2 separate regions of the Mus musculus genome follow, and region 1 is linked to region 2. Evidence: chromatin contacts called from public Hi-C data. All regions are on one chromosome and are shown on one strand. The core of a region is the stretch at or near the end of the contact, and the rest is flanking DNA. Distances in the headings are between cores, read along the strand shown.

The links. Hi-C and Micro-C count contacts between places; a contact is called where the count stands out from the background.
Region 1: a Hi-C map of epiblasts shows a contact between it and region 2, with 11 times the contacts expected there. The contact joins two enhancer-like sites. A contact is called at or near these places in 1 of 39 promoter capture datasets (cranial neural crest) and 4 of 484 Hi-C or Micro-C datasets (embryonic stem cells and epiblasts).

What each region holds. Positions count from the first base shown.
Region 1 is chr5:75,065,840-75,069,391 of GRCm38.p6, forward strand. No RefSeq gene overlaps it. Among named protein-coding and RNA genes, the nearest start is that of Gsx2, 8.0 kb to the right of the region's middle. Within about 2 kb of position 1,937, at least 105 of the 459 cell types and tissues checked have an H3K27ac peak or open chromatin away from gene starts, as enhancers often do. A contact at or near this core is called in epiblasts, where this site is marked.
Region 2 is chr5:67,220,547-67,223,923 of GRCm38.p6, forward strand. It overlaps Gm33293 (predicted gene, 33293), which reads right to left. Exons shown (of 2, transcript NR_169035.1): 2 at 327-1,764. Among named protein-coding and RNA genes, the nearest start is that of Gm33293, 9.5 kb to the right of the region's middle. Within about 2 kb of position 2,010, at least 14 of the 459 cell types and tissues checked have an H3K27ac peak or open chromatin away from gene starts, as enhancers often do. A contact at or near this core is called in epiblasts, where this site is marked.

The sequences.
Region 1 (3,552 bases), core at 687-3,186, 7.8 Mb after region 2:
TCAAAAACAAAGAGAACTGTAGTAAATTTAAAAGTCTCAGCAGAGTACCATGACTTAATTCTATAACCTCAGCCATTGGGAGGTAGAAGCAGGAGGATCAGGGGTTCAAGGCCAGCCTCAAGTACAGAGCAAACTCCAGGCCAGGAAGGAGTTCATGAAACTGTTGAAAATAAGAGGTCCTGGGGCTGAAGAGATGGCTTAGAGCTCCAGTTAAAAGCACCGGTTGCTCTTCCAGGGGACCTGCACCTCAATTCCCAGCACGCTCTGACCCCTTCACATAGCCACATGAAACACCAATGTACATTAAAGAAAGAAAAAGAGAAAACATAACTTTTGCGAGAGTCTTCATAAACTGCAAAGTGCTATGTGAAGGTAAGAGAGAATTGTGCTTCAGCAGGAGCTGTGGAGACCGCCTTCTCCTGCCTATCTCTTGTCCATCATTGAGTGAGTGTGAGCAAGGCTGTTTCCAGTCCCCCATCCCCACCCCCATGAACCTCCATCTCTCCCAGCTCTAATCCAGCAGGGGGATTCACACAATAAACAAACCTACTCAGCACAGCACACAGTATGGAAGAAAGAGATAACTGTCTTAAGAGAAGAAGACTATCTGATATGGTAAGACTATACAGAGTATAGAGTAAGGATTTTGATCTAAAAAAAAAAAAAAAAAAAAAAAAAACACGTGGGAAAATGATGTCTGAGGCAAGACCTCAAGTTGAGGAAAGGAAGAGGAGACAGAGACGGCCATGCGGGAAGCAAAGCTGAGGAGCCAGGAGGCCTACAGTTGGAATGGTCAGAGAGACTGACAAGGCCTTGTTATGGAGGGCCTTTCTGTGTAGAGTCTCTGGTCTCATTAGCTACTTCATGCTCCTTGATTTACAGGCAAGAGGGCAACTTCTCTGTGGTTCACTGACATTTTGCAAAGCAGTCACACAGAAACAGGAAACCCCAAATTTCCAGTGTATGCAGATGATGCATGAGATGTAAAGCTATTTAATTTTGGTCTGTCCCCTCCACCCCCACCCACCGCCAGCGCCTAACACAGTCTGGCATCTGTTGGCACACCATCAAAGCAGGTCATGTAAATGAATGGAAAGATGATCCGCCAGGCAAAGAGCAAACTTTGAGGCAGTGAAAGAGGTGAGCCCAAGGCGGTGCACCCTGGCTCTGACTGGAGGGGAACTCCCTTTAGATGGCCTAGCCATGCCCTCAGCTCACACGTCCGTCTCTTCCCCCCCCCCCCCCAGCACCCCGCGCGCGCACACAGTGTCTGCCTCGAACCCGCACTGGCGTGCTCACAAATTCGCATTGCACAAAGCGCATCCATGGGTCCCCACGCACTCCACACAGTGCGGACACGCACACTCCCCTCGCACACACTATGTCTCACCTTCACACTGATTCTCAAGTCCATGTACTCCCGCCTACCCTTCCTCCCCCAGCACACACGCCACATACTCAGGCGCTTGCCTACAAGCTCAAGTTCTCCCGCCCCACACCCACGCATGCGCACGGGCTCAGGGGAGGAGGGGGAGCATGCGCACCTGTGGTGGCTCTGCCCTGAAGGGCAGCTGCTCAGGTGGGTTAGGGATTGATGGTGCCTTGTTTGGGAGGCTATGGGTCGGTGCAACCGTGTGGATTCATTTGTTTTTATCCCGCGAGCTTGACAAGGAAGAGGGGGAGACCCGGGAGGGCGCAGCCGAGCGCTCGGAGAGCAGGGTGACCCGCAGGATACCCTGACGCTGGGGCTACTGTATGAATCTCTGCACCCGGACGGGGCAAATGCATGAACTTGGGATCGGTTCAGCTGCACAACCTGGGTGGCCAGGTTCTGTCCATTTTGATCTGAGGACACCGTCCACTGAGAGCTATGAATTGCATGAAAAGAGAAGAGGGACTTAGCTTGAAAGTGCAGCACTTGGGAAGCTGAGGCCGGAAGATGCAAGTTGAGGCCATTCTTGGCTGCTGTGTGAGATCCTCCCTCAGAAGAGGGAAGAAGAAACCATGGTCAAATATTCTGGCTCTGCTATTTTCTGGTGTTTCGCAGCCTCGGTTTCTCTGCCTGTGAAATGAGGAGCCAGACTTTCAGAGCAGGTATGACTTCTCATCTAGGCGGACTATGGACTGCCTGTCTGACAAACACTAAGAGTTAACACAACAGACCCAGTTTCTGCTTAGGTGCAATTTGAAGTCATCTGGGAAAGATACCCAACCAGAAGTTAAACCTACAGAAATTCAGACTGATTGTAGTGAGCTTTTGAAATAAAATAATGAGGTTTTGATTTCATTCAGAGCTTCCTGTGTTCTGGACACGGGTGCATAAAATAAGGCTCCCGACCCCTACCCTCCTCTTAGTTCCAGTCTGCTCTTTTTTTGTCACATGAACCATTTGACCGAGCCTTGGAACTTTAGTATGTTGGAAAGCCACATGAAGCAAGGGTTGGACCATAACAAAAAAGAGGACATAATAAATGTACCTTCCCCACAGCATCATTGTGGGAGAGAAACACCGTGTGAAGTGTTAGCCTACTGCCAGGCACACAACGGTCGCCCATACATATTTGCTGGCAGACTTGTCTAGAACCCCACCTTAGAGAGATGAGATCTGAGTCCTGGCCTTGGCATCTCTACCTGTCAGACCTAGATTAAGCCATTGACCTTGCATAGGCAGGGGCTCTGCCCCACAAACAGCTGAGGTGATGTCACTTTTTCTAGGAGGGCTGCTGGGATTAACTGTGTTATGTGGGCAAGGCTACTTTGTCTCCCTGACACACAAGGCTCTTGAAGAGGGTGGTCTTGTGAGGACCATTATACCCTCAAATGGAGCCCTCCTTCATACGTGGGTGAGCATACAGCTGTTTACTTGGGGGAAAGTTTCAAAGTTTAGGATACAGCCCCAAGTAGGGAAGGCAGGAATGGGACTTTGGACTAGGTAGGGAGTGGGATGTGGTGCGGTATCCCTGGCACATCTCAGGTCCATGAGGCTGCTGCCCAGAAATGGAAGGTTGAAGGAGCCAAGGAGAGGGGCTCTCCAGAGTGGGTGCAAAAGCCTTGAAGCCTAAGGAGGACAGGTCTGGGAGAACTTAGCCCTGAGCTGAAGCCACACCCAGAGCCTCTGATGGCATCTGCTCTGAGGACAGCTGAGGTGCTGAGCAACAACAACAATAATCATAATCAGACTTTAGGCACAATGGGCCAGCAGTCCTTAATTCCTCACAAACTGTCAAGGATGATGGCTTTTATTTTTCTTACTTCACATACATAAAAACTGAATTTCTTCTTTCAGTGTCTCTGGCTTCATTTCAGCTCTCTCAACTCAAAAAGAGAGAGAGAGACTCTTCAGGACTCTGTGTGTCCTGTCCCTGAGTTCTTTGATGGTCTGAAACTTATTCCTCACGATCCTGGCAGATCTCATTTTAAATGTCACTTCAGGCATCGATTTTTGCCAACACCCAGAGCTTTCTTTCACACTCCCATGGCCTTCCGTAACCTACCAGCTCTAAGTTGATTTGTTGATCCATTTAATAATGTATTGGGCATTCCCAAGGGGCT
Region 2 (3,377 bases), core at 760-3,259:
CTCTCCTTCTTCATCTCTTCATACCTTCCTTTCCTCTCTGTGTCTTTAAGTAGACTTCATGGGCACCATACAGATTTGTAAGTTAAGTATTGGGATCAGGAGAAAGTGAAAGAACAATTAGGAAATGTATATATGCTTTGTTTTATATAAATACTTAGGATAACTATTCTTCACAGATTTGCTCTTTGTCATGGTCTACTTGAAGTTCGGCAAATAATTTAAAATGTCTGACATCACTTAGGCACACTGCTGTCAAATAGAATAAGATAAATAAAATGGTATTGGAAGACTTAAAATGTTAGGCAGCCATACATTAAGTTAAAATGTTTAGTACTTGGAAGCCAGATTTATTAAGACAAATAATGGCGAAGCAAGGGTTTCCTAAGGTTCCAGTTGCCATTTTAAATCTTGTATGGTGAGAGAATGTACAAAATTTGCAAATTATTTTAGCTAATAAAGAGTGCTTAAATAACTGTAACCACAACTTATGTGCTTCATTCAAAACTAATATAGCCAGTAAGTTAATAACAGTAATTAACTCACACTGTACCATGCTCTCTTCTATACATAGTTCACAGCATACATTTGATACTTAGCCAGTTTGGAAAAGCCAACCACAGAAGGGAGCCGGTGTTCTTGTGACAGATATAGGAAGGAATCTTCAATCAAAAGAAATAAATGTACTTCCCTAGGTACTTGTGTATGCTCCCACAAGATCTATGAGCTCATAGGACACCTCAGATAATTCTTAAGAAGCCAAGAAGGGCAGCTGTGATTTCTCCATGAAGATTGCTCATGAATCTTTCAAACTGCCAGGTGAGTCAAAAAAAACACTGGCTAAAGGGATTCTCAAAACCGAGCACATTTTGAGCGTGAGGATCAAGAAAATAGAAAAGACAATTTAGAAAAGCGGTTGGCCAGTGTGTAAAACGTGACATGTGACATGCTGTGCGTGCTAAAGAACTATTTTTAGTAATGAGGAGGAAATGTTTAAGTTGCATTTATTCACTACGAAATTGAGTCAGCTAGCATTCTGAAAGATCTCTGGGAGTTGCGGGCTCATACTCTTTTTGCAACTTCCTTCTGCTACTTCTTTTAGTGTCTCTTTTTGTTCACCTCATACAAAAGTCCATTCGTCAAGTTCAAGCATAAGGACACGGTGCCAGTGAACATGTGGTTGTTAAGAAAGTGAGTTCACATCCCAGCATGGTGTCCAAAGAGGTACTCCCAAGATTAACAGATGGAAATTCTGTACCAAACTCATGGGTCTCTGCAACCAGTCTATTTGAGGAGAATTGTCTAGATCAGACCCATATTCTATTAATAATAAAGCCTTCTTTTCTTGTGTGGTTCTTAAGAGGAAGCACGGGCACCCCCAAGGGGGAAAAAAGTACCCAAAGCCACTAACACTTAGCCACTCCATGGGGGAAAGGTCAGACTACTATTGACAAGTATGTAAAGACACCCCCTAAACCATGGGAAAACATGTATAAATCGTTTCGACTCACTGCATTCACAACCCATGGAAGGGAATCACAAAACTGCACTTTAGCATTGTTGGCCTGAAAGGATAACTATTTATCATCTTATAAGACAGCTCGAATGATCTTTATCTACTTTGCCCACTTTCTGACCCAAATTCAGGGTTTTTATGGAAAATTGCAGTCAGTTTGATTGATGAAATCCAAAGATGTCTAAAAAAACGGCACCAAAGATCTCCAACTGTGCAGACTCCAACCGAGGGCTTCAATGTTGGCATTGTTCCTGAAGGCAGGAAAAAGAAAGAAAGAAAGAAAAAGAAAATGTTGAGAAAAACAGGCAAAAGTTGGGGAATTTCTGCTTTAAAAACTTCAAATTTCAATGAAGATGCCCAAACGCCATTATCCCTGTTCACACGTGCGAACCGGGCGGACATCAAAGTATTTCCCACACATCACAACAAAACCGGCTTCCTCTTGAACCAATCAACCTTCTTTGTAAGCAGCTGAATGGAGGTTGTCTACCGAGCGAGCAGGTCTCAGAAAGGCGCTCGCAGCGTGTAGCCCGGGAATTGGGGAGCCGGGTGGGAGAAGCTGATCTATATGATCACCCCTTCCACCCGCATTTTGGGACTTTGAAATGTCCTGAGGAGTCGCAAAGGACTCTGAAAGCCTCCCTGTTCCGGGGAAGGGCAGCCAGATCGCCCTCTGCTCTCTGAGTCCCAGCCTGCCCGCGGCGCCACCATTAATCCAGCGCCAGACCCAGGCAGAGAAGCACCGGCGCCGCGCCGGATCCCGCGGAAGCGAGAGACAACGGTCGTGCTGAGCCAAATTTCCGTCTAGTTTAGGGGTCTATGCCCTGTAGTGAGATATTGTCACCTGCCTAATTGTTCTGAGAGCTCCTCCTCCCCTCCCCCATTAGCAATAATAGCGAGATCGAGCCTCCTATCGGGTTACTAGGCCCGGGAGCTGATGAATGAACCCCCTCGTAGGGGAAAATCTTGGGAGCTGTCTTCTGTCCTATTACCCAAGGGGGCGGGCTATAAATCTTCCTTCATTTTAACCACATTTACCCTCATCCTCCTCGGGGCTAGGGATGCTGCGTTAAGATTGCACTGATGTGCCAACGCTCTGGACCAGCTGCTCCTAAATACAGACAGGTCCTTGTCAATTAAGGCTTTGAGAAGCAGGTCCTCGGGGCCCTGGGGCATTGGAGCAGCCAGCAGTGTGCAGCCCCCACAATTAGTATCCATTTGGAAGGGACCTTCGGGGCACAAATGCACAGGCAACGGAAGAATCAAAACACCAGGCAACTTCAATTCTGGAAATTGCTCTTGTAAGTGTTGTGAAACTGAACAGACGGCCCCCAAGAAGGGAGCTAAGATTTCTGGTGCGGAATGAGCCTCTCCTGCCCCTCTTCCCAATATTTTCCCCCTTTGTCTTTCTCTTAGCACCGCAGTAGATGGGGTTAGTGGATGGGGGAGGGGTGGAGTGGGGAAATAAATACGTTCATTTGCCTGCTCTAAGCTAAAGTTGTCCGTTGATGTCTTTTTTGCGGTCACCTCAAGCAGCTGGTCAATCTTGCCCGGACCCTGGCCTTTGGCCCAGGGGGCGCTGGACAAGGCCGCGCTCCAAGGAGAAGAGCTGCGATGTATCAGGTCAGAGGGGCCAAGCCGCCGGTGGGCCAGGCCCAACTTTGGCCTCTGCTAAACAAAACCCAAAAGGCCCAGGGGCCTGAGCCACCACTAGGAAAGGTGTTTGTTTAAGTGATTAGGGGCAGTTGGTAGTTAGGGGCGGAGAAAAGGGCAGAGCTTATGACACAGAGCAACTTAGCTGGACAGCAAGGGTGGACATTCAGAGAACATCACTGTTTAAGAATGTGTGACCCCCACCAAGTTC